Regions from separate parts of the Zea mays genome. Here all the other regions are linked to region 4. The links are chromatin contacts, called in public Hi-C and HiChIP or PLAC-seq maps. All regions are on one chromosome and are shown on one strand. Each heading gives the region's core, a stretch centred on a gene start, on an enhancer-like site or on the middle of the called end of the contact. The rest is flanking DNA. Distances are from core to core; before and after follow the strand shown. Region 1 holds the start of LOC109942891. Region 2 holds the start of LOC100272758. Region 3 holds the start of LOC100274741. Region 4 holds the start of LOC100383202 (splicing factor-related). Region 5 holds the start of LOC100280886 (chaperone protein DnaJ).

The links. Hi-C and Micro-C count contacts between places; a contact is called where the count stands out from the background. HiChIP or PLAC-seq counts read pairs in DNA pulled down with a chosen protein or histone mark.
Region 1: a Hi-C map of leaf shows a contact between it and region 4, with 4 times the contacts expected there. The contact joins the promoter of LOC109942891 here to the promoter of LOC100383202 in region 4. A contact is called at or near these places in 10 of 25 Hi-C or Micro-C datasets (bundle sheath, ear, endosperm and 2 more).
Region 2: a contact with region 4 is called in a Hi-C map of leaf, with 4 times the contacts expected there. The contact joins the promoter of LOC100272758 here to the promoter of LOC100383202 in region 4. A contact is called at or near these places in 7 of 25 Hi-C or Micro-C datasets (ear, endosperm, leaf and 2 more).
Region 3: a contact with region 4 is called in a Hi-C map of leaf mesophyll, with 2.2 times the contacts expected there. The contact joins the promoter of LOC100274741 here to the promoter of LOC100383202 in region 4. A contact is called at or near these places in 5 of 25 Hi-C or Micro-C datasets (bundle sheath, ear, leaf and 2 more).
Region 5: an H3K4me3 HiChIP or PLAC-seq map of leaf shows a contact between it and region 4, with 2.7 times the contacts expected there. The contact joins the promoter of LOC100280886 here to the promoter of LOC100383202 in region 4. A contact is called at or near these places in 11 of 25 Hi-C or Micro-C datasets (bundle sheath, ear, leaf and 3 more) and 1 of 3 datasets of contacts at active chromatin or transcription factors (leaf).

The regions. Positions count from the first base shown.
Region 1 is chr10:111,645,428-111,650,955 of Zm-B73-REFERENCE-NAM-5.0, forward strand. It overlaps LOC109942891, which reads left to right and starts at 2,389. Exons shown (of 1, transcript XM_020545457.2): 1 at 2,389-3,296. The coding sequence starts at 2,685. The coding sequence ends at 3,032.
Region 2 is chr10:111,351,638-111,356,888 of Zm-B73-REFERENCE-NAM-5.0, forward strand. It overlaps LOC100272758, which reads right to left and starts at 3,868. Exons shown (of 2, transcript NM_001319979.1): 1 at 3,114-3,868; 2 at 2,150-2,466. The coding sequence starts at 3,566. The coding sequence ends at 2,377.
Region 3 is chr10:111,722,742-111,728,086 of Zm-B73-REFERENCE-NAM-5.0, forward strand. LOC100274741 reads left to right here and starts at 1,904. Exons shown (of 2, transcript NM_001149035.1): 1 at 1,904-2,380; 2 at 2,466-3,074. The coding sequence starts at 2,055. The coding sequence ends at 2,967.
Region 4 is chr10:111,489,371-111,495,087 of Zm-B73-REFERENCE-NAM-5.0, forward strand. LOC100383202 (splicing factor-related) reads left to right here and starts at 1,973. Exons shown (of 2, transcript NM_001175864.1): 1 at 1,973-4,185; 2 at 4,846-5,026. The coding sequence starts at 2,000. The coding sequence ends at 4,144.
Region 5 is chr10:111,621,858-111,626,941 of Zm-B73-REFERENCE-NAM-5.0, forward strand. It overlaps LOC100280886 (chaperone protein DnaJ), which reads left to right and starts at 3,501. Exons shown (of 1, transcript NM_001364650.1): 1 at 3,501-4,482. The coding sequence starts at 3,623. The coding sequence ends at 3,988.

The DNA of each region.
Region 1 (5,528 bases), core at 1,139-3,638, 160 kb after region 4:
CCGTACCTAGCTCGTGACTAGTATAGGTTGGGTCGGGTTGGTCCATACCTCTCTATTAGACGCGTCGGGTCAATTTTTTATGGGCCGAGTCATTTTTTTGCTTGGATCAAGTTTTTCAAGTTGGGTCGAATTTTGGAAAAAAAATCATGACTCATGCTCGGCCGTGGATTATTTGGGGGTCAAAAACTATGATCCACACGTTATATTAGTCAGCAGGTCTGATTAGATTTTTTGAGCAGGTCAAGTCGGTTGGTCGGGTTTAAAGATGGCAATAGGTAAATACTCACAGGGTATTACTACCCTATACCCATACCCACGACACAAAAATAACCTAGCTGGGTCACCCATATACACTGGTGGGTATGGATTTACCTCATACCCATACCCATACCCATGTGGGTATGGGTCACCCATCGGATCACCCGTACCCACAAAAATTAAACATCTATCAAAATATTATACTATACAGATGTCAAGTATATCCATATAAATACCATTACAAAATTTTCTAGCATCATTTAACCATCCATTCAACACACCAAAGATAATTGTATAAAATAGTAACTACATAGCACATTACATGTTCCATTACATGGTCATTAAATTGTCGTTAAGCCTTCTACGACATTATAGTCTAAAAGGTTGTTAAATAGTAAAAAAGATGGATGACTAAAGTCCAAGTTCATGCTTGGGCTAAGTTTATATTGGGTATTTTATACCCACGGGTTAACGGGAATGAGTGAAGGTGGGACGTTCTAATACCCGTTTACCCATTGTGTGAAGATTTTTGCCCAATAACATATCCACGGGTAAAATATTTAGTCCAGATATATACACTAATGGAGTAAATACTCATCGGGTATCGGATCGCGGGTACCTATTATCATCTCTAGTCGGGTTAAACTGTCCTCAAATGTTGTCGCTACCTCGCCCCCTCCCTACCTGCAGCAGTGGAAGGAGGCTGCGGGAGCCAGCAACGGCATCCCCTACATGCCCTACTCGGCTGGTATGCTCTCTATCTATCCTGGTTGTGGTGTGTCCCCCTCGCAATGTTTCATCTCATATTTTGTGTCCACAAGTAATTGGTAGTAGATGAAAAAATAATAATAGGTAAAAAGTAGAGATAGAAAATAATATTTTATGACCATACTGGTGTATATGGAGAGAATTTAGTGAGAACCGTTGCAGGAGATGAAAAATATAAGGAGTAGAATCTTAACGACGTGGCGTAAAAGTTGGATATAGATGACTGAATTTAGAGATAATAGCTGAAGACAACCTTAGAAAGCCATGCTGAGGTCTAGTTGCAACTGGCCGTCTGGCCGCCATTGAATGTGCGCTGCAATCATGATTCATGAAGTAGCCTTATCTCGGCCTGTTTTGCTAGTGGCCTTAAAACGCTATCTGGGCCAGACATCAGTCGTTCGATATATGATGATCAGAATCTGTTACCTTACAGTAATTTGCTTTCCTAATTTTCAATCAAACAGGCCTTTGTACATGACTGTGATAGGCTAATATTTACAAGCCACTTATACGGTGTTGCAAGTAAAAACAAAGAATGGTAAGTACAGATAATTATTTTTAGAAAAAAACATGCGAGTTCAATCAGGGTCAAAAGGGTCACTATATATATCCCCGAATAGGGATAGATCCGGATACTTATTCGGATGTTACATGTTTGGTCTTTTTTCTCGATCACGGACAAATATAATATAGAGTTTGCTACGCAAATTTATATTCTTGTTTTTAGCACCGAACTTATTAAGATTCAGAAAAAGTAAAACTCAAATTTATTCTATATGTTTTTAAATAATTGGTATAAATCTGAATTCTAACGTTTTTCACTTTTTCGGAGAAAATAGTATAAAAACTATACATAATTTTATTCTTGTCTTTCATTATATTCTTAACAACAAATATTAAATTCGTCATATAATTCGGATGTATCCCTATCCCCAAAGCAGAAGCAGAACCGGTTGAAGCGCAAACAACAGGGCCGACGGCCCAACAACAACTCAGGTACCAAACTATTGAGTCAAAAAAAAAAGCTAAACCAACTAAAGTGAAGTAGCATTCTGGTTGTATCGCGGCCAGGTTGTATTGTGTTGTGTGAAATCATCCTTTCCACAGGTTCCTCGTAGTTCGTCGCTTTTTCCCTAGATGGAACCATATATTGGGTCTAAATTTTAAAGATGGACAGATTTTTTTTCTCTCTCTCGTTTAGCAAAGAACGAAGAAACTTTGTCGTGTACTACGCGCGGCGGCGCGATGCGGTGCACGCCGATCAGAGAAGCAGACAAAAAATAAAAAATGGCCTTGTCGTTTACAGTTTGGAAGGCCACTTGCGCCTTTTCCGTTTTGTGGTGTTGGTGTATTTCTCGCACACCTTGCCCCATTTTCCCGGTTCCAGTTGCCCTACTTGCACAGCACTGCTGGGCAACCCTTGCTTCTCGCAGCGAGGCTTTTTGTCGTGGCGCGCAACTTCCCTGGCACTCTGCAGTGCACTAGGTGGTGTTATCTATAAATACATGCAAGCACAACACCTTACCATACGCATACATACAGCCATACGCATCCTAGCTCGAAGCTGAACGTCGATCGAGCTCCGACTAAAGATCTTCGGATCGGAGCACCAAGCAGAGTAGCAGCAGCTACTTTGTACGCCGTCAGATTCTTGGGAGATGGTCGGGCTCGGGCCCATCGTGCTCGCGGCATCCGCGGGGCTCGGCGCGCTCGTCGGCCAAGCAGCGGCCGACGGCGGGTGGTGCTCGGCGTGGAGGCCGCCGCCGCCGCTGGCCGGCGCCGGCGGCGGCGCGCGGGGGTCGTACTGCGCGGCGTGCGGTGGCACAGGGAAGGTTGCGTGCCCCTGCGCCCGGTGGTCGGACGGCGACGTCGGGTGCAGGACGTGCGCTGGATCCGGTCGCGCGGCGTGCCGGAGCTGCCGTGGCTCCGGCACCCGCAGACGCGCCGCCGTCCGGGTAGCCGTGCGCGCGCAGAGGGCTCTGGTGGCCGTTACGAAAGACAGATGACGGGGTGGGTGTGTCTGTGAAGAAGCTGGATGCTGTAATCAGAAATATCTTACAAAACCCCCTGACACAGCACCGTTGTATGTGGAGGGTGTGGTCTGGATTAATTTTGCTCATGGAAGCACCAACGCTCCTTGCGCACAAGATACGTTCTCTTGTACTGGTACTGTGTAGTAGGCTGTAGCATCATGGATTCATGGCCACGGGTGATTAGTATGTACACTACACTACATCCCTTTTGTTAAACCTCACTCGACTTTCGAGCCCTCTCCGCGTTTCTCGCACGCCATGAACAGCAGGCGTGTGTCACGTCGCAGGATAGGTTGCTGTCTCACTCACTCCTAGCCGTGGCAACAAAAATTAAGGCGTTGCTAACGCAATAATAAAAAAAATCATAACATAAACTAAAGCAATTCATAACTACATAATAAGTGATTAATGTTAAAAAAAATATTTATTCAAGAGTTATAATCCACGACATGTAATATACGTTACCGGAATCCGACTCTGTCCTCGGCGCTTTACCGATGAGTGCAATTTATCGGACAAAGCAAGCTTTGTCGAGTGCCACTCTCGACGAACTAAGACTCCCGACACAGACCTAGTTTGCCGAGGACAAAACATTCGGCATAGAAACACACTCGGTAAAGAAGTCTTTGCCGAGTGTCAAGCTCTCGGCGTAACGCGACGCTCGGCTAAGGGTTGTCAGCACCCATCTATAGTAGACGGCTGTTAACTTTGCCGATCGTAAGATGTTGACACTCAGAAAAATATCTTCTTTGCAGAGTGTCACCTGGCAAACACTCGACAAACCTTTATTTTGCCAAGTGTCCTTGACACTCGGCAAGGTATATTTGTTTTTTTTCCTTTTTTCCCAAACTTTTTGTGATGTGTTACTACAGTATATAAACCTACATGTTCAATTTTGGCACAATTATCAAAGTGTTTGTGTCGTGGTTTCTGGAATCGGGGGACAATAAGATTTGTGTTCGACAGGGGTGTTAGCGTTGACTCACACCGAATGATGAGTTATGGGGGGATCAAGGGTGGATCTGAGGTTTAGTTGGTTATACTGGTTCAGACCGAAGCCCTAGTCCAATGCAGTGCTGATCGAGGTATTGCTTAGAACGTGTTACAACTAAGTGCTTGTGCGAAGTCGTAGAGAGATATCAGATAATCTTTGGAATGGGGGGTTGTCATGCCCTTTTATAGCCCAAGTGTAGACGTTACAATGAGGACTAGTATTCTACTGGGGTGGAGTTTGGCCTCCTCCTTCTGGGTCTCGGCGTCTCGCGGCTCTTGTGGAATCGTCTGCTGAGGCGTGCGCCGTCGTATATCTAGTATGGCGTCGCATCCTGTTCACCTTTCTGTAGCTACTCCGATTTAGACGTAGCGGTGCTTGACATGTTCTGTTGAGTCAGCTCAAAGAGTGGTTTAGGAATGTCTTCAGTACAGTTTCATCTTCCGTCATCCCCTACCGTTATCTTTCATCATGCGTAGACGCACGCCTCGTACGGTGTATTGCCCTGTCCCCTCCGGTGTATGGGTCACTATAGAGACCCCGATGTTGAGGTTTATACGGCCGGGGTTGTCCGGTCCCACCTGTCGGCAATGGTACGTGTTCGGCGTCGTGCCTGACAGAGACCCCTCAGCACCGCTTCCACGGTGCGGGCATGGCTCGACGATGTCTCGTCATGTCGACGTGGATTGATAGTACCAAGACAGCTCTTCCTGGGAGTCGGTTGTCGTCTTGCTGAGTTGCTCCGAGGACCGGTTGGTCGGCAGCCTCGCCTCGCTGGTTGCTCGGTGGTCAGATTGGTCGACAACCCTGCCTCGTTGGGTTGCTCGACGATCCCGCCTTGCTAGGTCGCTCGGTGGATGTTTGTTCGGTGCACCGTCCCTAGGTGGCCTTTTGGGCCTTCCCACCGAACAGTATGGATAGGCGGACCATTTTTTGAGGTCTTAGGGCCTTCTTTGGGTACCATGTTCCCAGGCACACAATAGTTTGATATAACTATTACATTTAGTTTGTTTAATTGATTTTTTCGGATAATTCAGATTTGAACTGCAAGTCACTCAAAAAATAGAAAATAGTGAATGCAAAAATGATATTCATGTTATTTAGCACAAGTTACGATCTATTTCAGGAACAGACTGGAATTTTCGAGCACCATGCCCACGAAACATGACCATGAAATTGTGATCCAGTTGTTTTAAAATTGTATACAACACAAACAAAGTCAGAAAATCATAAAACTTGTCGACATGTCATGATATCATATGTAGAGACTGATAAAAATTTGATAGTGTTTCATGAAAGTTGTCACACACTATGTGTAGAAACCTTTTGCCCCGTTGTTGTTCTTCCCTGGCTCCGGTCATCCACGACCTCGCCATTTCTTCTCCGGCTCCGGTCACCCCGTCTCTGCCCTTTGGTCCCACATGAAACTTTTCATGAAATTTGCCGTTGTTGTTCTTCCCCGGCTCCGACCATCCACG
Region 2 (5,251 bases), core at 2,618-5,117, 140 kb before region 4:
TCCTTGTTCCTCGCCGACCCAGGAGCAAACTGGAGGCTAATGGTATGATTTGGCTTGGGATTAAGCGAGGAGTACTGCGTCTGCGTGAGGCGGCCGGAATTAGCTAGCTAGCTAGGGATCGGACGACGACGATCGATCGCGCCCGTCTATCGTCTGCAGATTAATTAGCAGAAATGGAGAGAGAGGACGGGGATGGACGTGCATGCCATATGGGGGCAGCAGTTTGTTGCTTGACGCTATTGCCGCGCGCTGTCCCCCCCTCGCCCGCACATGTGCATCGTCATCCCGATCCGCTGATCGATCAATCATCTATCCCCGGCAACGGCCGGCCGTTCCCTGTCGTAGCCTGTAGGTGTACGTATACGTACGTGCTCTGTCTGGCAGCCGCCCGCCCGGCTGGCCATGTCGTGCGCTCAAAGCATGCGTCGTCGTCCCCGGTCCCGCCGTACGTCTAGCGACATGACGGCTGGGCGACGCCGCCGGCCCCCGCGCGCATGCATCGGCCGGCGCGAGCAAGAGGCGCCGCGCGCGTCCGGTGGTGAACAGTGAACTGGTGATGCCGTCGGCTCCATCGATCGGACGGGCATTGTCGCTGGCTGACAGGTCGGGGCGCGCATGGCTGTTCACATTCACCGATCGGATAATAGGGCACACACATTTGTATGTGTCGTCATCTTTACAGCTAGTTTAGGAACCCTATCTTCTCAAGTGATTTTTGTTTTTCTTAGAGAAATTTGTTTATTTTCTCTTGAAAAAAATAGAAATCCCTTTAAAAAATGTAGTTCTCAAACTAATCCTTAAAAGATTAAACTCCACATAGTAAAAAATGGAAGCATCTCAGTCATCAGAGCCGAAATATACAGTACAGTACGTGGTACTGACTACATATCATCAAGAAGCGATGATACATAATTCTCAACGAAAGCGCTGCACGTTACTGGCATTCATAAAGTCACACTATTAAGCATTGATATTAGGTTTGACATACCAAATTTAAATAAAAGAATGTGGAAACTAAAAGCACATCTTCTGGTACCTCAAGGGAGTGATACTAACGAAGGATAATTTAGCAAGATGGAACTGGATGGGAAGGAAAAACATATTGTTTCTGTCATGAAATAAAGACAATTCATCACCTTTTTTATTGCCGATTTGCTCGTATGATTTGGATTTTAATTCACCTTTTAATTCACATGGTGACCTTCTGGATATCTAAACCATGTAATGTTGCTAATCTGTTCAACACCTGACTTAGTGGTTTTGATAGAAATATTAGAAACATCGTCTTACTGGGAGTGGTTACAACATGTTGGTCTCTTTGCTTACATAGGAATGATATCTTTTTTGAATATATATATATATATATATATATATATATATATATATATATATATATATATATATATATATAATTGTTCTCCCTTGCATGTTATCTATACCATTGCCCACTGGCTTCGAACATGAGCTATTTTGCAGAAGACGGAGTTGGGATCTATGGCTGTGAAGGCTACTCATTACTTGGTGCAGGTGGCCAAGGACTTTTTTTCCAGGCACATAGGTGGCGGTCCAGTCATCAGATTGACTACCGTTAGAGTGTGTGGTTTGTCATTTTCTGTTATTTTAAGTTGTGTGTTGTCTAAACAGGGGCGGAAGATGTTTCAATGGCTTGTATCACCTCGATGTAATGTACTTTAAAACTATAAATAAATTCTTTATCAAAAATAATCTCACACCATGAAAAAATAAGCTCACACTACACGACGGTTCACTCACAGTGACCTACGGTTGGTTGCTAAAACGGTCTTCAGCGACCTACGGTTGGTCGCTAAAAACTTTTAGCGACCCATAAGGATGGTCACTGTAAGTGCCATCGCTAAAGGCTTTAGCGGCCGACATCTTTTTAGCGACCGACCGTCCGTTGCTAATATTGTACATTTAGCGACCAACCTTGGGTTGTTGTACTATAGATTTAGCAACCAACTGTAAGTCGTCATACTATACATTTAGCAACCAACAGAAAGTCGCTCTTTTTACAGTTGTTATTAATAATAATATACATTTAATTAAGCACCACAAATCACGAATTTTATACACAAATCATAAAGACATACACAGTTAATCAGTATACCACAGTCATAGATCCATCACATAAACACAAAAGCACCACAATTATATATTCACAAAAGCATCACAATTATAATATCATTCACAACTAGATCATTTATAGATAGCTAGCTAGATCATTCACAAAAGCTCCAGAGATGATCAGTCACAAAAGCACCACAACGACATCACTCCAGCTTGAAGCAGTTCAAAAGCCCACAACTACATCACTAATGTTTCATATTACTCCAGCTATTGTTCAAAAGCCCACAACTACATCACTCTAGCTGCTCCTGAGTAGTTACCACACTCAAACTGAAATTTGGCACACTGATACAGAGCTTCAATCTGGTCAGGACCGATCTACATTGGTAAACAAGGATTAATCAATTCATTAGCATTTATCACAAAACAAGCTATAGCAATAAAAATGCACACCTTCAATGTTTCATCTGAATTTTGATCCTATTTAATATGCATTGTCCTTTCCCTACAGTGATCCAGCAGAGAAAACTCTCACTGTGAATTGTCCCTTGCTAGAGTTGAAAGAACATAAACCTGAACTAGCCACAATGGCGAAATCACTTTTTGGACTATAAGATACAAGGGAATCAACTAAGATAATAGGAAGAACTACATATGTCTATATTCTAGGACACATGTGCTAAAATGCCTATAACATACTAAATTATAGATAGTGCCAATAAAACACATCTCACAATCTACTTACCATAATATGGGAGCTAAAGTCACCATTCAGCCAATTCAAGATTCCTCGCAACATAGTGTACAACTAGGACCAAATCATATGCTAACTAAACACCTAGCCCCTAAGATTGCTCCGATGTATGAGCAAATCAATTTGAGACTTTTTAATGACCGCACAACCTCATAATTTCATAACAACATCTAATAAACACGGAAATCCACAAACCCGCATGCCTAGCCAACCAAAGTATACATGTCTCAAAAACGGGACTTGAGCAGAGGGAGTAGGGGGGAACCCGGACCTGATATCGCTCCTGGAGCATGTGGATGTTGTACTGTTTGTCGGGCCTGAACTCCTGCACGAGCTGCGGGTTCTGGAGGAAGGCGACGAACCGGTTCCTAGCCAGGACCACGGTGACCACCTTCCTCCCGAGCTTGGGGAACGCCGGCTCGAGCGAGTTGCCGCCGACGTCGAGCACCTGGAGGTTGGCCTGCTGGCTCATGTCCGGCAGGTTCCCGGACAGGTTGTTGGACGCGAGAACGAGCGACCGCAGCGAGGGGGCGCTTCCCAGGGACTCCGGCACGACGCCCTGGAACGTGTTGTTCCGCAGGCTCAGGACGGCCAGCGACGGCTGGGCGCCGATCCAGGTCGGCACCTCACCGCCCAGCATGTTGTCATCGAGGACCAGTGTCTGGAGACCGGCGAGGCGCGACACGCCCCGCAGGACCTCGCCGAAGAGATAGTTGCCGCTCATGTTGACGATCTCCAGCGACGCGAGGCGACCGAGCTTGCCCGGCAGCGGGCCCAGAGCTCGAGCCCGGACAGCGTGAGCACCTTGAGGTCGGGGAGCCTGGACAGCGTTGTGACCACGACCCCGATGGAGAAGTTCCTGGGCAGAGGCGGTGCGCCCGCGCCCGCGGCGCCCACGATGTGGAGCTGCGTCACGGTGTCCCCGTAGCACAGGACGGCGGCCAAGCCCACCGGGCCCATGGCGTCGCCGCCGCTGCCGCAGAAGTCGGTGCAGAGAGAGGGAAGAGGAGAGAGTGGGTGGCGGCTGAGGGAGAGGAAGTAGGAGGCGGCGGCCACAGGGAGGAGCCAGGGCGCGCGCTAGGGTTAGGTGTTGGGCCCCTAGTGGGCCGATTAGGATAGGGTTTGTGTTTTTTTTCTTTTTTCGAATTTCCTTTTTACTGTAACAAAAAATATATATACTCTCTAAAAATTATAATAAATCCCAAAAATAATAGTTTATAAATAAAATACATAATTTTCGAATAGATTCCATTTAAATCAACCGTGTGTCACAATAAAACAATAAAAGTGAGATTTTTGCAAATAATTATATACAAAATGATTAACCTTAAAAATTGAGTCAAACAGATTCAAGGTTCAAAACCTTAAAAATCCTTTTTTACAATTCGTTTTCTTTTCCATAATTCTTTTTTTCTTTTCTACAATTCTTTTTTCTTTACTACAATTTAGCGATCAATGTTTAATTGTTTTAATTAATTTTTAGTCACTAACATCTACAGGCACGTTCAGGCTATAAGATTTGATAGTGATCCTTGCTCTATAGCGACCCACCGCTAGTCCCCAAAGACATCTATAGCGACCAACCATAAGTTGTTAAATTTTTAGACTTTTAGCGACCTACCGACCGTTGCTACAAAAGGATTTAGCGACTGATCGTCGCCCCCTAACCTTTAGCAACCAACAGTTGGTATCTAATAAGGGTCGCTAAAGATCAACTGTCGTGTAGTGTCAATTGAAATCACACTACATCCGGCAAAGAAGTTCAATCTAACAAATAAAAGGGGTTATGCTTCATTATATTGCATGGTACAAATATATGATAAAAACCTGTAACACATCCCCACATCTTGGGGTTGCAAAAAGACCATAAAAAGAGATGCTCCTCATATACTACAAACTCAAACAAACTATATGGCCGATTCCTTTAGACTTTGGATTGGAAACATGTAATAACAGTCAACTTTGAGTAACAATGTAACAATATAAAAAATGTACATTTAACCGCAGTTAATAAAAATGATGTAGGGACCTCTATAATGAGTTGATAAAAAATTGATAAAAACTGCTCGTGTTGCTTTCAAGTCACCAAAAGAAGCAGCAGCGCACGACCACAAATCTGACATCTGACATCGAGTAGTTGTTGCCGAGTGTCGACATGTGCATCAAATTAACATGGAACTCTATAGTACCTAACACCAGCTCTAAGGCATGTATAGCAGAGAGACAGCAAAACGGTTCTCCAAATACAAGATATAACTAATCGTGTGTTTGGTTGCCCGCATATGAAGAGTCAGACTCTCCACATGTATTGACCACGACTCGACCTGTGTTTGGTTCGCTGCATCTAGTCTTACTGGCACGCACGCACCGATGCAATTTAGAATTTGTCTAGATCCACAGATACGTAGA
Region 3 (5,345 bases), core at 654-3,153, 230 kb after region 4:
GCGCGTGCGCAGAACAGATTAGGGTTTCGAGTTTTGTGCTACGGTTGTTAGCTAAAATCAGGGGATAAGCTCGGAAATTAGTTTGTAAAGGGTCCAGCCCCCCTCCTCTATAAATAGAGAGGTATACGGCCGATTTGTAATCAACAATCAAATCAATACAACTTCTATTTCGCATTTTATCCTTGGAGTAGTTCTAGTCTAGTTTAGGTTTAGCTATCCAATCCTCAAATTCTTCGTCTCTCTTCGGCTCTACGTCGATAAGAGGAGTCTAGGTCGGCCAGCCCGAGCCTAGACACCACCTAGGATCTCTACTCCCCGACGGGGTCCCTCCCGGGAGCGAGATCTAGGCGCCGTCGGCGATCTTCCGCCGTTCCCTGCGTACGCGCGGACCGTCCGGCCCCAGGGCACGGACCGTCCGGCCGTCAGGCAGGAGCCCTAGCCGCGCACCAGGCCGCGGACCGTCCGGCCCCAGGCCGCGGACAGTCCGCCCTTGCGCAGAGAGCACCACCGCGCCTCGCACCAGGCCGCGGACCGTCCGGCCCCTGCGCGTGGACCGTCCGCCCCTGTGCAGAGGGCACCGCCACGGTTCTTGTTGAGTGTTTGACGCTCCGAAAAGGCGTCAACAGAGGGTAAAAATGATTGAAATTTGAAAATACATTTCTAGTTTCTCCGCGAAAGCTAGTTCGGACACGTACCCGGATCTTAGCTTCCGCCGCTGCGTGGGCGTACGAGTTGCACGCGATCAAAATTGAAACAGGTCGGATAAAACTTGCGTTGTCAGAGCCATTTCGTCGTGATGGAAGTACGGAATTCATCTTTCCTCTCCTCTTAAATACATACTTTGTCTTCTTGATGTGTTTATATATTAAATGCTAATAAATATAACTATGTAAAAGCTTTCAAGAGCCGTTTAGATCTATTCATTTTAGAGAAATTAAAATTACTTAATAAAATATTATTTAGTTTAGAATTTGATATTCCACAACTCTGTAAACCTTAAGTATAAGGTTATCATGAAAAATGATTATATGTATTAATAAAATATATTTCTACACTGTAACTTATAAAATAATATTTGATTCACTCTTCTATATTAAAAATATAGCACATAAATATTTTTCTTATATATTGCTAATAATAATATACAAATTTATTTCACATAACTATATTAACTTAATTAATTTTTTCCTAAATTACTGCTATTATAAATTATTATTATTAGAATGAAACTCCATTCTAAGAATCCAAATGAGAAGTGATAATTTGAAATTAGGTGAGAGTTAAAGCTAAGAGTGCATTTATATTATTATTTATAGACTGATGTCTCTATATCTATACTAAGAATCTAATATAGACACCTACTGCTACCAATTTTTTTGCCCCTATCACGTTCCTCTGCTCTAGAAATTTAGGGCTAATCAACAGACCACACGTACCTTAGTGTTTAGAAATAAACAAAAATTATATTTATAGCCTACGCACTGCTCTATATGCTCCCTAGCATCGTGGCACGCACGAGAATATATCTAGTATTGATATATAAAAGAAGGGTGAAGACCAAATTATATTATGTAAAAAATCAGAGATCTCTTCAAAGTTCAAACACAACTGCAGGCTTATTTGGACAAGAGATGCTGACCTAATTAACGGAATAATGTAATCCAGCGTCCCGGCCGGCCGCCGCGCAGCCAAAAAGCCGCAGTGCCATCTCATCCTCGACTCCTGTTTTCTTTTACACTCTTGGCTCTACAGAAGCATCCAGGCGTGAGCGACGTGTCCTCGCCGGCCATACGTGCCCCGGCGCATGCGCCGACACGTCCGCCGCCTGCCCACGGCCCCAGAGCCCGAGGAAGCCAAACACCATCTCGGCTTCTTCTATGGCAGCGAGTAGATAATCACACACACTCAGCAGCAGCTGCTCCCCGACCTTCAATTCCCCTGCCTGTTGCCGTACGTGCCTAAGCTAGCTTCGTCGTCTCGTTGCACGTACGTAGTAGCTAGACAGCCGAATCGGCTCTCTAGCTAGCTCCTCCCTTCCGATCGATATCATCGCCATGTCGGGGATCTCGCTGGCGGTGGCGCCAAGGTCCGACCCGGACCACGGGTCGGAGCGGCAGCCGACGGCGATGCTGGGCGGCGTGATGGGCTCGCTCCGCGTCATCGAGCTGCAGCTGGTGGCCTTCATCATGGTGTTCTCGGCGTCGGGCCTCGTCCCGCTCATCGACCTCGTGTTCCCCGTCGCCACCACCATCTACCTCCTCGCCATCTCCCGCCTCGCCTTCCCGCCGCTGCACGCCAATAAGTCGACCAAGCCTGATGACGCCGCTGGCTCGCCCGCCGCCTCCTCCCAGTCGTCCCCGGAGATCTTCCGCGGCAGCAAGTAATCAACAATCCATTCACCACTTGCTTTCCTTCGTTCATTCCTTCCGCTAGCTAGCTTAAAACTTGGAGTCTGGCTGCCGCAGGCTGTTCCAGGTGTACGTGGTGGTGGGCACGACGGTGGGCCTGTTCCTGCCGCTGGCGCACGTGCTGGGCGGGTTCGCGCGGGGCGACGACGCGGCGGTGCGGTCGGCGACGCCGCACCTGTTCCTGCTGTCGTGCCAGATCCTGACGGAGAACGTGGTGGGGTCGCTGGGCGCCTTCTCGCCGCCCGTCAGGGCGCTGGTGCCGCTGCTCTACACCGTGCGCCGCGTCTTCGTCATCCTCGACTGGGCCTACGACGCGTGGGCCTCCACCGCGCAGGACGCCGCCTGGGTGTGGTTCGGCAGGTGTCTCGCCGCCGCCAACCTGCTCTACTTCTCCGCCAACCTCTTCGTCTTCCTCATCCCGAGGTTCCTGCCCCGCGCCTTCGAAAAGTACTTCCGCATGCGCGACGAGCTGTGCGCCAAGACGGCCGAGGACAAGCACGCGCGCGAGGGTGTCGTCGGTGCGGCCAAGTCGGAGGTGTCGTCCAAGAAGGCGGACTGAGAGCTATCGGCTCTCGCAGTCGCAGCACGGGGTGTAAATTCGGTAGCCTGTGGTGGGCCTGCTGTAATTTCTCCTGCGTTATGTTTAATTGTCATCGGTTTGACCAATAGTCGTTAGTCGGCAGGACCGCAGGAGACCTAATCGACATCAGTTTTCGGGTCTCGCAGTGGCTCCGCAATTAACAAAATGATCATACAATGCATAATAATAAAAGCCAATAATAATAATAAGGCAGCATCATAATTCGTATAGAATATAAATCCTTATAGAATATAAATCCCACATGTAGAGTAATAACAAGACTACCTAATAATTTAAGTGTATGTAAGATGGATTGTAAAGTCACATTGATGAGAATAGAACCATGAATATTATTAGGCCAAAGAATGTGATCAAGCACATAATTTATCTTTTACTTGTAAATCCAAGTGCTCATATGTTTCCTTAAAATTGGGCTTAGGTTTCTGCTAAGCTATCTTCGTTCGTAACAAAATATAGGCAAATAATAAATAAAAATAGCGTAACAAAACATACACATAGGCAAATAATAAATAAAAATAGCATTACACTTAACATGGAAACAATTACACTTAACATGGAAACAAACACTTAACATGGAAACAAATTAAGTAAGAACATTCTATGCGGCGTCGGAACATTGTTAAACTAAATTCAGAATAAATTCGAGAACCATTAAATTTGAAAGTTAAACTAAATTCAGAATTTAAAGCGTCGGGACAAATTTGTAAGTTCGAGAAAAAAGTTAAACTAAATTCAGAATTTAAACGAATACAATACAAATTTTCTAAGTTTCTAGAATACACTAAAAATCATTTTATATATTTATTTAATTAATTTCTCGAGCTTGATGGATTGGGGCACTATTCTACAAGAGTTTAGGACCTCAGGTGTAAATAAAAGGACCTATATGTTACAGTCTTTACACTAGATTGGACATCGGAATAGTTCACTAAAACGTAAAGGGCTCTTTACTAAGATTGAGGAAGCGAAGCATCAAAGTATTTGGGCCGTCGTGGGCTAGTGGGCTGGAGCAGTGCGTGTAGCTATATTGTGTTTAGCACCCGATGTGTAGAGGGCATCGATAATTATTTTATCAGAACTCAACTTGTTTCCCAAGTTCTTCACTCTTCTTCAATACTTCCTGCTGTTCTTCCTCATCTCTACTCCTAGAATTCTCCTGTAATTCTTGTATCAGCTCATCTGTTAGGAAGGTTGTTAACAATTGGTATTAGATTCGTTCGATCCTCGGAGTTTTCTACCTCGATCTGTTTTCCTCGACTGTTGCATCCACATGTCGCTCGACACGAAGCTCGTCCTCGACGCCATTAGCGAGCTCTTTGACAAGTTCGACGCGCGATGGTCCATGAGGAATGCCGCGCGGGAGGCATCCAGGCGCGTCCGTGTTCCGACCCAGTCCACGGTTGTCGGAGCCGACGTGGTCGCCGACAACTGGGGCAACCTCTTCGACGACAATGGAGTCGACTCCGACGAGCAGTGCTACGAGGAACCCATCAACGCCGACAATTGGGGCAGATTCTTCGGTGGAGCGGACGCGTCTGCCAACGCCGAGTTCGCCGGCCACTGGGACAACCCTTCCTCCAACCTCGACGCGACTGCCTGCGTCACACCAGAGGTTGCGGTGGAATCGGTGCACCCGGCCGCACGCGGACGCTTCTTCAACGACGATTCGGGTGCCCCGCTTGACTCGGACGACGACAGCTCCGTCCACGGCGGCCACGGATCCGTGATGTCCCATCTCCTGGAGCGCGAGGCCGACACTGCCTTCCTTCCCCACTTGGATCAACGGCATGGAGTCGAGGCATGGCTCATCCTGCACGGGTGCACTCCCGCTTTCTTCAATGTCGCCTCCACCGACCCCAACAACGAGATCTCGGGCGCCGTCCCCGCGGACGCGCTCGCCAAGGCCACGCCCGCGCTCTTCGCTTCGAGGGCGCCCAGACCATCGCTCAAGTACCTGGAGCTGCTTCTCCCGGCGGAAATCGACTTCGACCACATTGACGTACCGACCGTTGCCGCCGCAGGGCACATCGTCGCCCAGGTCACCGGTAGCAACGCGGTGTCCGTAGCGGAGGACCAACTCAGGTGCGCCATCTGCACTGGCCAGATCGAGCACCTGCTACTGCGGCACCTCAAGTCTTCACCTACCTCGATTGGTGCCAAGGTGGTGTTCGATGAAATGCAGCAAAGCATCAATTCCATGACAACGACACCCGCATCTTCAGCTCTGACAACAACAATGACTACACCTGTGGCTGCACTGGCCACCTGGCTGGACGCGAAGCTGTAGGATCTAGGACACCGGCTAGAGGGGGGGTGAATAGACGGTTTTGACTAAA
Region 4 (5,717 bases), core at 723-3,222:
CGTCTTCCGGGTCTTAGCCCGAGTCCGAGCCCTGGGGTCGGGCGGAGCGGAGTTCCCTATGGCGCCCCTGGCGAGGCCTGACTGCCTGTCAGACTCACTCTGTCGAGTGGCACTGCAGTCGGAGTGGCGCAGGCGGCGCTGTCCTTCTGTCAGACCGGTCAGTGGAGCAGCGGAGTGACGGCGGTCACTTCGGCTCTGCCGGGGGGCGCGCGTCAGGATAGAGGTGTCAGGCCACCTTTGCGTTAAATGCTCCTGCAACTTGGTCAGTCGGTGCGGCGATTTAGTCAGAGTTGCTTCTTAGCGAAGCCAAGGCCTCGGGCGAGCCGGAGATGTGTCCGCCGTTAAAAGGGGGGCCTCGGGCGAGACGGAAGTCCCTCGAGGTCGGCTGCCCGAGTCCGAGGCTAGGCTCGGGTGAAGCGTGATCGAGTCACTCGTATGGACTGATCCCTGACTTAATCGCACCCATCAGGCCTCTGCAGCTTTATGCTGATGGGGGTTACCAGCTGAGAATTAGGCGTCTTGAGGGTACCCCTAATTATGGTCCCCGACAACCTTCGTCCGAGGTGCATTAATTCTTAAAGGAATAATGCTTCATTGGACGAAGGGTATTAACATTTAACATTTTATGTTGCCTTGTTCTTAATTCATAGCATTTGAGAACGAGTCCCCAACAATACAATTTATATTCAATATTAAAAACATCTTAGCGTGATAATCTACTGGTTAGACAGTTTCACCTGGTGTCTCCCGCCCTTCTTCCATCAAGGCATGGGTTCACACCCCACCTCCTGCACTGTTTTTTAACATTTTACGCTGATTTAATTAAATGGATCGACGGGCTAACGGGCTGGCCTGGCACAGTTAGCAGGCTGGTGTGACGTGCCTGTGCCATAGTTGTGGCCCGTGTGCATTTAGCCCGTGTCGGGCGTCGTTACGCTGATTTAATTAAATGAATCGACGGGCTAACGAGCTGGCCCGACACAGTTAGCAGGCCGGCATGACGTGTCTGTGCCATAGTTGTGGCCCGCGTGTATCTAGTCCGTGTCGGATATCATTTGGTATCTATAGACGTGCAGCGGATTAATTTAAAATAGCTGTGATAAATTATTTGTAAAAAAATGACGCATGACGACCGTTGAAACTGGTGCTTTAATGTAATATATAGATATGGATTTTATAGAATTAGAATGAGCGTTTATAGGTCAAATCTGAAAACCGATCTAAATATTACTTTTTTGTTTTATTACTTTCCGAAATTTGTTTAAGTTTTCGTTTGAAATCCGTTGCAGCGTTTTCATATTTCGTTTCAGCGGGCTAACGGGCTGGCCTGGCACAGTTAGCAGGCTGGCGTGACGTGCCTGTGCCATAGTTGTGGCCCATGTGCATTTAGCCCGTGTCGGGCGTCGTTACGCTGATTTAATTAAATGAATCGACGGGCTAACGAGCTGGCCCGACACAGTTAGCAGGCCGGCATGACGTGTCTGTGCCATAGTTGTGGCCCGCGTGCATCTAGTCCGTGTCGGATATCATTTGGTATCTATAGACGTGCAGCGGATTAATTTAAAATAGCTGTGATAAATTATTTATAAAAAATGACGCATGACGACCGTTGAAACTGGTGCTTTAATATAATATATATAGATATATAGATATAGATTTTATAGAATTAGAATGAGCGTTTATAGGTCAAATCTGAAAACCGATCTAAATATTACTTTTTTGTTTTATTACTTTCCGAAATTTGTTTAAGTTTTCGTTTGAAATCCGTTGCAGCGTTTTCATATTTCGTTTCAGCGAAAACTCGTCAAATAGAAAAATTGGCATCAAAATTTTCGAAATCTCACAATTGGGCCTTCTCCGATAAGGCGATAACCGAACCGATTCCGTGAACCGCCCCCGAACTTTCCATCGACCTTTTCTCCCCTAAAAAAAACCGAGCGATTCCAAATCAGACTGCCTTCCGGTTCCCCATCTCCCCTCCCTCAGCGCAGACTCAGCCATGGCTTCCGCCGAAACCCTAGCCCGCTCCCCCTCGCGCGAGCCTTCCTCCGACCCGCCCCGCGCAGGCTCTTCCGAGCCCCACCACAACGGCGCCGGTGACTCGTCTCGCCGCCGCCGCCGCAGCCGCTGGGAGCAGTCTAACGACGACTCCGCCAACAACTCCGGCGGCGAGGGCGGGGCCGTGGGCCGGAAGCGCAAAACGCGGTGGGCCGAGGAGGAGCCGCGCCCAGCCATCGCGCTGCCGGACTTCATGAAGGACTTCGCGGCCGAGATGGACCCCGAGGTGCACGCTCTCAACGCGCGCCTCCTCGACATCTCGCGCCTGCTGCAGTCGGGCCTCCCGCTCGACGACCGGCCCGAGGGCGCGCGCTCTCCGTCCCCCGAGCCCGTCTACGACAACTTCGGCATCCGCATAAACACCCGCGAATACCGCGCCAGGGAGCGCCTCAACCGCGAGAGGCAGGATATTATCTCGCAGCTCATCCGCCGCAACCCCGCCTTCAAGCCCCCCTCCGACTACCGCCCACCCAAGCTCCAGAAGAAACTCTACATCCCCATGAAGGAATACCCCGGCTACAACTTTATCGGCCTCATCATTGGCCCTCGTGGCAACACGCAGAAGCGTATGGAGAAGGAGACTGGTGCCAAGATTGTCATTAGGGGGAAGGGTAGTGTCAAGGAAGGGAAGTTTCTGCAGAAGAGGGACCTCAAGCCGGATCCCAGTGAGAACGAAGATCTCCACGTGCTTGTTGAGGCAGAGACGCAGGAGGCACTCGATGCGGCTGCTGGTATGGTGGAGAAGCTGCTCACCCCGGTGGATGAGGTGCTCAATGAGCACAAGCGGCAGCAGCTCCGGGAGCTTGCCGCTCTTAATGGAACAATTAGGGACGACGAGTTTTGTAGAACATGTGGTGAGGCTGGTCACAGGCAGTATGCTTGCCCTAACAAGATGAACACGTTTAAGAGTGATGTGCAGTGCAAGATCTGTGGGGATGGTGGGCACCCGACTATTGATTGTCCAGTCAAGGGCACTTCTGGTAAGAAGATGGATGATGAATACCAGAACTTCCTGGCTGAGCTTGGTGGCGGCAGTGCACCTGAGTCCATGAACAAATCTGGTGGTCCAATGTTGGCTCTTACAGGAAGTGGTGGTAGCGGTGGTGCTTCTGCTGGAACGGGGAGTAACCCGCCTTGGTCAGCCGGTGGTGGTGCTGCTGTCATTGGGCTCAATGGTATCAAGAAAGACTATGACGAGACAAATCTGTATATCGGCTACCTGCCACCTACAATGGATGATGATGGATTAGTCAGTCTGTTTTCGCAATTTGGGGATATTGTCATGGCTAAGGTGATCAAGGATCGAAACACCGGACAGAGCAAAGGATATGGATTTGTCAAGTATTCAGACGTGTCAGAGGCCAATGCAGCGATTGCTGCAATGAACGGTCACCATCTTGAAGGTAGAGTTATTGCGGTTAGAGTTGCTGGAAAGCCACCACAGCCGGCACCAGCAGTGTCAGCACCCCCATCGTATCCTCCTACGGATCCTACTTCAGGTGGATATTCCTCCCAATCCTACATGGGGGTACCACCACCACCTCCTCCAGGGAGTTACGCTCCAGTTCCTTGGGGACAGCCACCACCGTATGCTTCATATCCTCCGCCACCACCAGGCTCTAGCATCTACAATCCTGCACCCCCTGCACCTGGCCATGCTGCCCCACCTCCATATGGGGTGCAGTATCCACCACCCCCAGCAGCTCCCATCCCTCCACCAGGCACTACATCAAGTGATGGAGCTCAGAACTACCCCCCCGGTGTAACACCACCAAGTTCTGGTACACCCACTCACCCTGTTGCAACATCAGTATATGCATCATCTGGCGCACCAAATGCACCATTGATGTACCCTCCACCACCTTATAGTTATTCCCCATACTATCCTCCTCCACCATTTCAGCCACCACCTCCACCACCACTGGCTAGTGTTGATCCCTCTCAGAGTATTGCAACTGCACCTTGGGCTACCCACAGTGCAGTGCCTCCACCACCACCACCACCTTTGTCCTCCACAACCGACCAGCCTACTGCTCCCTATGGTGCCGATGCAGAATATGACAAGTTTATGGCAGATATGAAGTGATATAAGCGAAGTTGGGTGATTCTTCCAATGAAGGGCAAAAGGTAACTTAACATGATCTCTCTCTGCGTGTTCTATTAATTTCGCAAGATGCAATTGGGCATGATTTGCAATTTTATTGACATGGAAACCCATGTTTGTGTTATTCTATGTGTTTTGTTATTTATGTACTATATACTACTATACTTAAATTTGACCATTGTGCTGATATACCATATACTAATATCTTACCCATTGTTTCGTTTTGACTTAATGAGTCTACACTGTAAAAGTTTTCTGGAGTCTATATTATGCCAGATTTTCACCTTTCAACATCTTTTGGTGTTATGGATTTTCATGCTTTTGCTAGAGGTATTGTTTTTTTATTAAACCAAACACACATATTATCTCATTGAGGATGCTTATTTATGATAATATCTTTTTTTAAAATTGAGGTCAGGACTAACATGCTCATTGCTTGTTTGGGATGATAAGGAAGTCAGAAGAAATCAAAGACAACATTTGCTTTTGATAGGATGTGACATTATCATTTTTTAGAATGCCTGGATATTTTTGGGGATCTGATATCTAATGCACTTCCTCAAGCAGTGTGGTCCTTTAATAGACCATATGCTTTATGCTTACCCTGCTCCCCTCTTTTACGTGCAATGCTCGGTTTACTAATTAAACCTCACCTTTTCTATGTTGTCTCGACTTGTTGACAGGCTTGATCTTTCTTGGAGCTTATACCAACCTGATTTATTTCTTGTTGGAAGTTTGGGACTCACATCTTAACCTTGCTGTGTGCTGTTGTAAACCATTGCAGAGGTTGCATGCTTAAGAAGGCATCAAGTGTTACTGGCTCAGCTGGCATCGAAATATTTGCTTATGTCCTTGAACTATTTTAAAGAACCTTTTACTAATGCTTTTGTTTTGATATCTATTCTTGTTATTATTTGAGATTATCCTGTTATGTCACTTTAATGCTCTGTTCTTCGTGACAGTGTGTTAACCCTCACTATTATTCATATTTTGTTCTTCATCTTGATTTGGTAGTGCTAGCAGTCCTTTTGATCTGGAACAGAAAAGCTTGCTGCACCATGCTGGTTGGTATAACACCAAAATTAAAATGCATGTTTGGTATCTTCTGATGAATCTGTCATGCTTTTCTATCTTATGACTTCACCTAAGTTGTTTGGCAGTTGTTGTGACAGCTTGGCACAGGCAATAGCACTTGATGAATATCAGGTATACTGAGGTGCTAATTATTGTGTGGACCTAATGTTTTTCATTTGGTTTCTGCACAATTTTCAACTGACAGACAGTAACTAGTTTCTCATTTTTGGTAGTTGATGTTTGTGCATTAGAGTATCTAAGCATGCACGTAATGCTGAAAAAAAATCTTTGATGAAGAGCTTACAAATATATTTTATGTTGCTAATGCTCTTTTGACATCATTGGAATTTTTGTTTGCGGTTCAAGTAGGACATGCTGGCATGCAGATCTAGTCTGGAGTCCTGTGCGCAAGACACTTGTCACAATGATATTTGTGAGATGGTCTGAAGGTTTGGAGGTTGGCTTCGATTATGTTTTTCTA
Region 5 (5,084 bases), core at 2,251-4,750, 130 kb after region 4:
GAAGTGCTAGCACTTCCTTTTGAGTAATGACAGTAACTCCATTTATCTCCACTACACCTTAAGGACGTAGTGAGGGCGTCCACCCAGCATCACCGTGCCCCCACCAACATGACTTCCTTCCCCATAGCCGACATGCCGCACGCACGCGCGCCCGCTAGCCATCGCCGACGGGTATCCTGCCCCCGAGCCCGCACCCCCACCAACCCCGCCCCCGAGTCCGCCGCCACCAAGCTCGTCGCCGGGTATCCCGCCCCCCACCAAACTGTTAGAATTGAAGTATCATTTCTGCATAAGTGTATATGTCCTTTATTTACTTGAATTGATTCATTCTATAGTCTGTCTTTTGCCTAAAATTATGGCTCTGGACTGTTCTGTTCCATCCAAAAGTAGTACAATATCTTCCCTATATGTAAACATATTGTGTATTAACATTTTATCAAATGATAATCTATGTGCCGTTAAAATACACAAACTAACATTTGATCGTACACTTTTCAAAAGGATACTATGGCATGTAGACCTATTGATCCTGAAGAATAACTTAGATAGATGTCTCAAGAAGTTCGTGGTTATTGTTGTGTCAATCAGTTTAAATGGCCTTTTATTTGTGTCAATTTCTTACTGGTAGTCTTTACTTGTTAGGTTATTGTGCTTTGATAAGTGGAGAAAGCAAAGGAAGACATGCTTAACCAGATATACAGCTCGATAAGGTTGATGTTCTGTACATTAATGGTCCCTTTGTTCTCAAACATTAAACATCCCAAACAAGATGCAGTTGAACTTTTGAAACTCCACCTATCAGTTTATAATAATTGTTTAGTTTGCAAACAGAAGAGACATGTGTAGACTTTTGTTGAAAAGTAATTTCGTAATCCCACAAACATTAGCTTTATAATTAAATATGATGCGATAGTGGTCGAAGTTGTATCTCTAATACCTAATGAGAATATAATGGAGGGAATATTTGTTTTCTATTTCTCCATCCAGAGATTGGCATCTAGCGGTGTGTTTATGCAATATAGCTTCATAATCTCACATTTCAATTAGTATTTACCTTATTGGTCGACCTTCTTCGTAACAGTGCAGGTATTACTGTCAACAACACATCTCGTGCAATTCGTAACTCTGCAGGTATTTATCCAAAGCAGGTATGTGCATCGTCGATGTTGCACATATTTCAAATTCCCTCTCCCATGAACATGTGGTTTCATGTATGTACAAATATGCAATGATGCTGCATGCTCACCGCTACCACTGCAATTATATTTTTTCTATTCTGTTTTGTAAAATCATACTGATCTGGTTGGTGCTGGGCTAGACCCTGTCTAGCCAGGTGACCGATCCCAGCAAGCTGCCAAAGTGGAACTAGGACGACTCCAGCTCCACCCAGGCCCCGATGAGGACAGTGAGTGTCATGGCACGCCAAGCTTGGATGCATTCTTATTTTTTGTTTTACTAGCAACCTACAGGCTATCTTAGAGGACCCATTCAGGACGGGCAACACCATCCTTGTAAGCCTCCACTTTTATCATCCAAGCGGCATGAACCATATGTTTATTGATACAGTTCATTGATCCAACTCATATCAGTTCACCTTAAAACGGTGTCTTATACTTAAATAAATTAGATTTTTTTAATATTGTCTAATAGTAATGGTTCCTGATGCAGGTTGGTATAGCATCATTCTCCGCAGTCTAAACTATGATGGGAAACACAATCTTACAACATATTACAACATCTGACCGGGACTGATCATTTTCAGTCAACGCAGATCAACACACATCTGTGTGCCCTCTACAACTGATAGCATCGGCGTCCTATTGGTAAACCTCAACAAGCAGAGTTCATAACAACCTGTGGGTTTTAGGGTTTAGGGTTTGGACAATTGGGTGATCTAGGGAGTGATTTTTTTCTAACTTATATTGCGACTTTTGACTTCACTGCAAGTGAGCTCACAAGACTAATTTGTGTCTTGATCTTTATCTGTTTTGACGTGAGAAGATTACTTATGTTTATGTTATTTTGTTACAGGGTTCCACAATTTTGATACAGTTGACATATAGCTAGAAGATAAGATGTTGGTTGTTGCATGCTTTAGAGGAAATCAAAGCCTCTCTTCCTTTTTTTACTCCATGGTTCTTTCAGGCAAATGTAACTTGTGGATGTAAAGTTGTACAGAAGTTGACATGGATAAACTAGCTTCATATATAGTTGGTGCCCAATATATCCAAGCTTTATACAATATTGTGGAACCCACAACGTTTCACGCACATAGAGAAAAACAGTTGGTAACTGAAATATAGGAATGGTTCATGTTAAAATAGGATATGTCAATCTCTACTTATCTCGATGAAGAAGGCAGTCTAGAAGATCACAAGGGAAAGGTATAAACACCAAACAAACTTTACTCGCAAATTCTGTTGGAACACGTTTAAATAACTATCTTATTTAAACAAGGTTTATGTATGTCCGTAACAACGTACATGTAACTGATTATACTACTATGAAGAAGGTAAGGGGTAGGTTGACCCTCTCTGGTTCTGCCTTTCCTATCTCTGACAAATGGACTCGACACTTTTGGCACAACCATCCACGCATGTCCTCCTCCAGCCCTTCCCCGCCTCTCACTTCAACCGCACCGCGCTCCGCATGCCACGACCTCCAGCCATCTGCTGCCCCCGAGCCTACTTCTCGACGCGATTCGCGTTCGCACACACCCGATGTCCTGCCCCGAGCCCGCCTCTCGATGCCCCCTCCCTTGCCTGCCGCCAAGAGTTCAGTTAATAATATTACTAAACAATGACATGCGTACACAAGTGTGACTCGTCGATTGATAACACCAGTAAACGAGATCTATGCGTGCACAAGTGTCACCCGTTGCAACGCACGGACATATACCTAGTAATACTTATATGAGACGATTAGACGCTATAGTATGTTTGACCATATTTATAGACATGATATGATACAATTACTAATCGTGTATGTGTCTGATAGTGCCATATTTAATGTTGTGCTTTATAATAACCGTATCAGTTTCATATCATGCGGCACGTTTTTTTTTCAATCTATATCGCCAAGTAGTATTATGATGCCTTGCGGATTAAGTTAGTGGTAGTTGCATAGAAATGGTATTTCGATACCACAGATTATTGCCAGCATCTTGTGTGCCTGTCGGCCTAACCGTATTGTCGAGGGACAGCCGGTGAGGAGAATGGCAGAGGGCCAGTCCTCTGGAATCAGTGGGGCCACCGCCACCGCCAGCACAAGGAGAGCGAGAGGGTAGGCGATCAAGGTGGCAGGGCAGGCAACTCGACAGCGACAGCGCCGACAAGTGACCTCCCCCACTGGGCCACTAGCAGTAGCAGCCAGCTTGGTAATCGCCAAAAGCCACCCACCCGGCCGCGACCGGCAGCAGCCTCGTCTTGACGGGTCGTCGGGCCGGGTGACTCGCGCTGGTGCTCCGCTCTATAAAACTCCTCGCCGGCTCACGCACACGCAGTCGACCAGGTCCTCCACCGCAAGAGACAGAGAACTAGAGAAAGCCATAGCAAGCAAAAGCACAGGAGCGCAAGAGCCCAACAGGCGCCAAGAAAGCACCGCCCGGCCGGTCCGCGCCAGTATGGTGACGGCGATCGCGGTGGCGTCGGCGGGGCTCGGGATGCTGGCGGGCGTCGCGATGGCCAACAGGTCTTCGCCGCCGTCCGCGGGCGCCGCGCTGTGGAGGCCCGGCGGGGGCCCCGCGCTGCGCTGGGGCGGAGGCGCCCCGCGCTGCGAGGCGTGCGGGGGGTCGGGCAAGGAGGACTGCCGCCTCTGCGCGCGCTGGTCCGACGCCGGCGCCCGCGGGAAGAAGATTAGCCGCTCCGGGTGCGGCGCGTGCGCCGGCACGCGCCGGACGCCGTGCCGGTGCTGCGGCGGGTCCGGCACCGGCCGGCGCGCGCCCGTGCGGATCGCCACGTCCGCGCGCACCGCACCGACTGGCAGGTGATGACCACCTGACCGTCCGTCGCGCCGACGCCGACGCCGACGCCGATGCCTCGTCTCTTCGCCTCTCCTGGACCCGCCGGTTCTCCCGGATCATGGATGAAGGCGGCTCTGTGCGGCGCGCGGGCGACCTGCTGGCACAAGGGAATGACGGCGCGGAGCTCTTGCTCTCTTTTTTGGACGAAAAAAGATCAGAGATTGAGATTGTAGTAGTATTTGTTAGCTAGCGCGCTGGATTGATTAGCAAAAATTATTGAAACGCGCTATATTTATTTTGGATAGCAAGATGAGTTACGCAACGCACAGCTCGTCTCGCAATTCTCCCAATTATTGGCTGTCTTGCTCATGCCAAGACTTACAATTCTCTGACGACCGCTAAGATCTTGGAGCTGGCGATTTATTTCTGAGCTTCCATCCTCTCTCTAAGCGTACGTGAAAGATGTCGCTTAACAAAAGCATCCCAAACGATGCCAAATTCACGCAGCAGCGAGGTCGTTTGACGCTACACTACATCCAATAATCCCGTTCATCGTTCATTCAGTTCAGTGCAGAGGGGACAGTGAACACTGTAGTACCTGGGCATGTGCGTGTGAACGCACGAATCAAAATGGAACCCGTTCACATTTGTGCGCCCGACTACAATAGGCGGTGATGACATGACGAGAATCCTTACCTTCCGGATGGTCCTAAAAGGGCGATGTGACGTACGTAACTACTACAAATTTTTTCCTACTATCAGAAAAAGAATAGAACGTACGATCAGAGGCGGTGGGTTACTGTTATAGATATGTCTTTTAACTTGCGGTGTATCGAAAAAATGACACTCGACAACAACCATCTTAACCGAGTGAAGACTCTCAGCGGCAAAAGGTCTATTTATCGAGTGACAAACACTCGACATACTAAGACTCTCCGCACATTACCGTCAGCAGTCGGTATGTGACACTCGTTAACTATACCGAATGTCCATGGATAACACTTGGCAAAGTTTATTTGCTTTTTTCTCTTCCCCCAACTTTTTTGTAGTATATTCCTACGGTCTTTGGACCTGCATGTACAATTTTAGCACATTTATCAAAGTGTTTGCTATTCCTATTAGA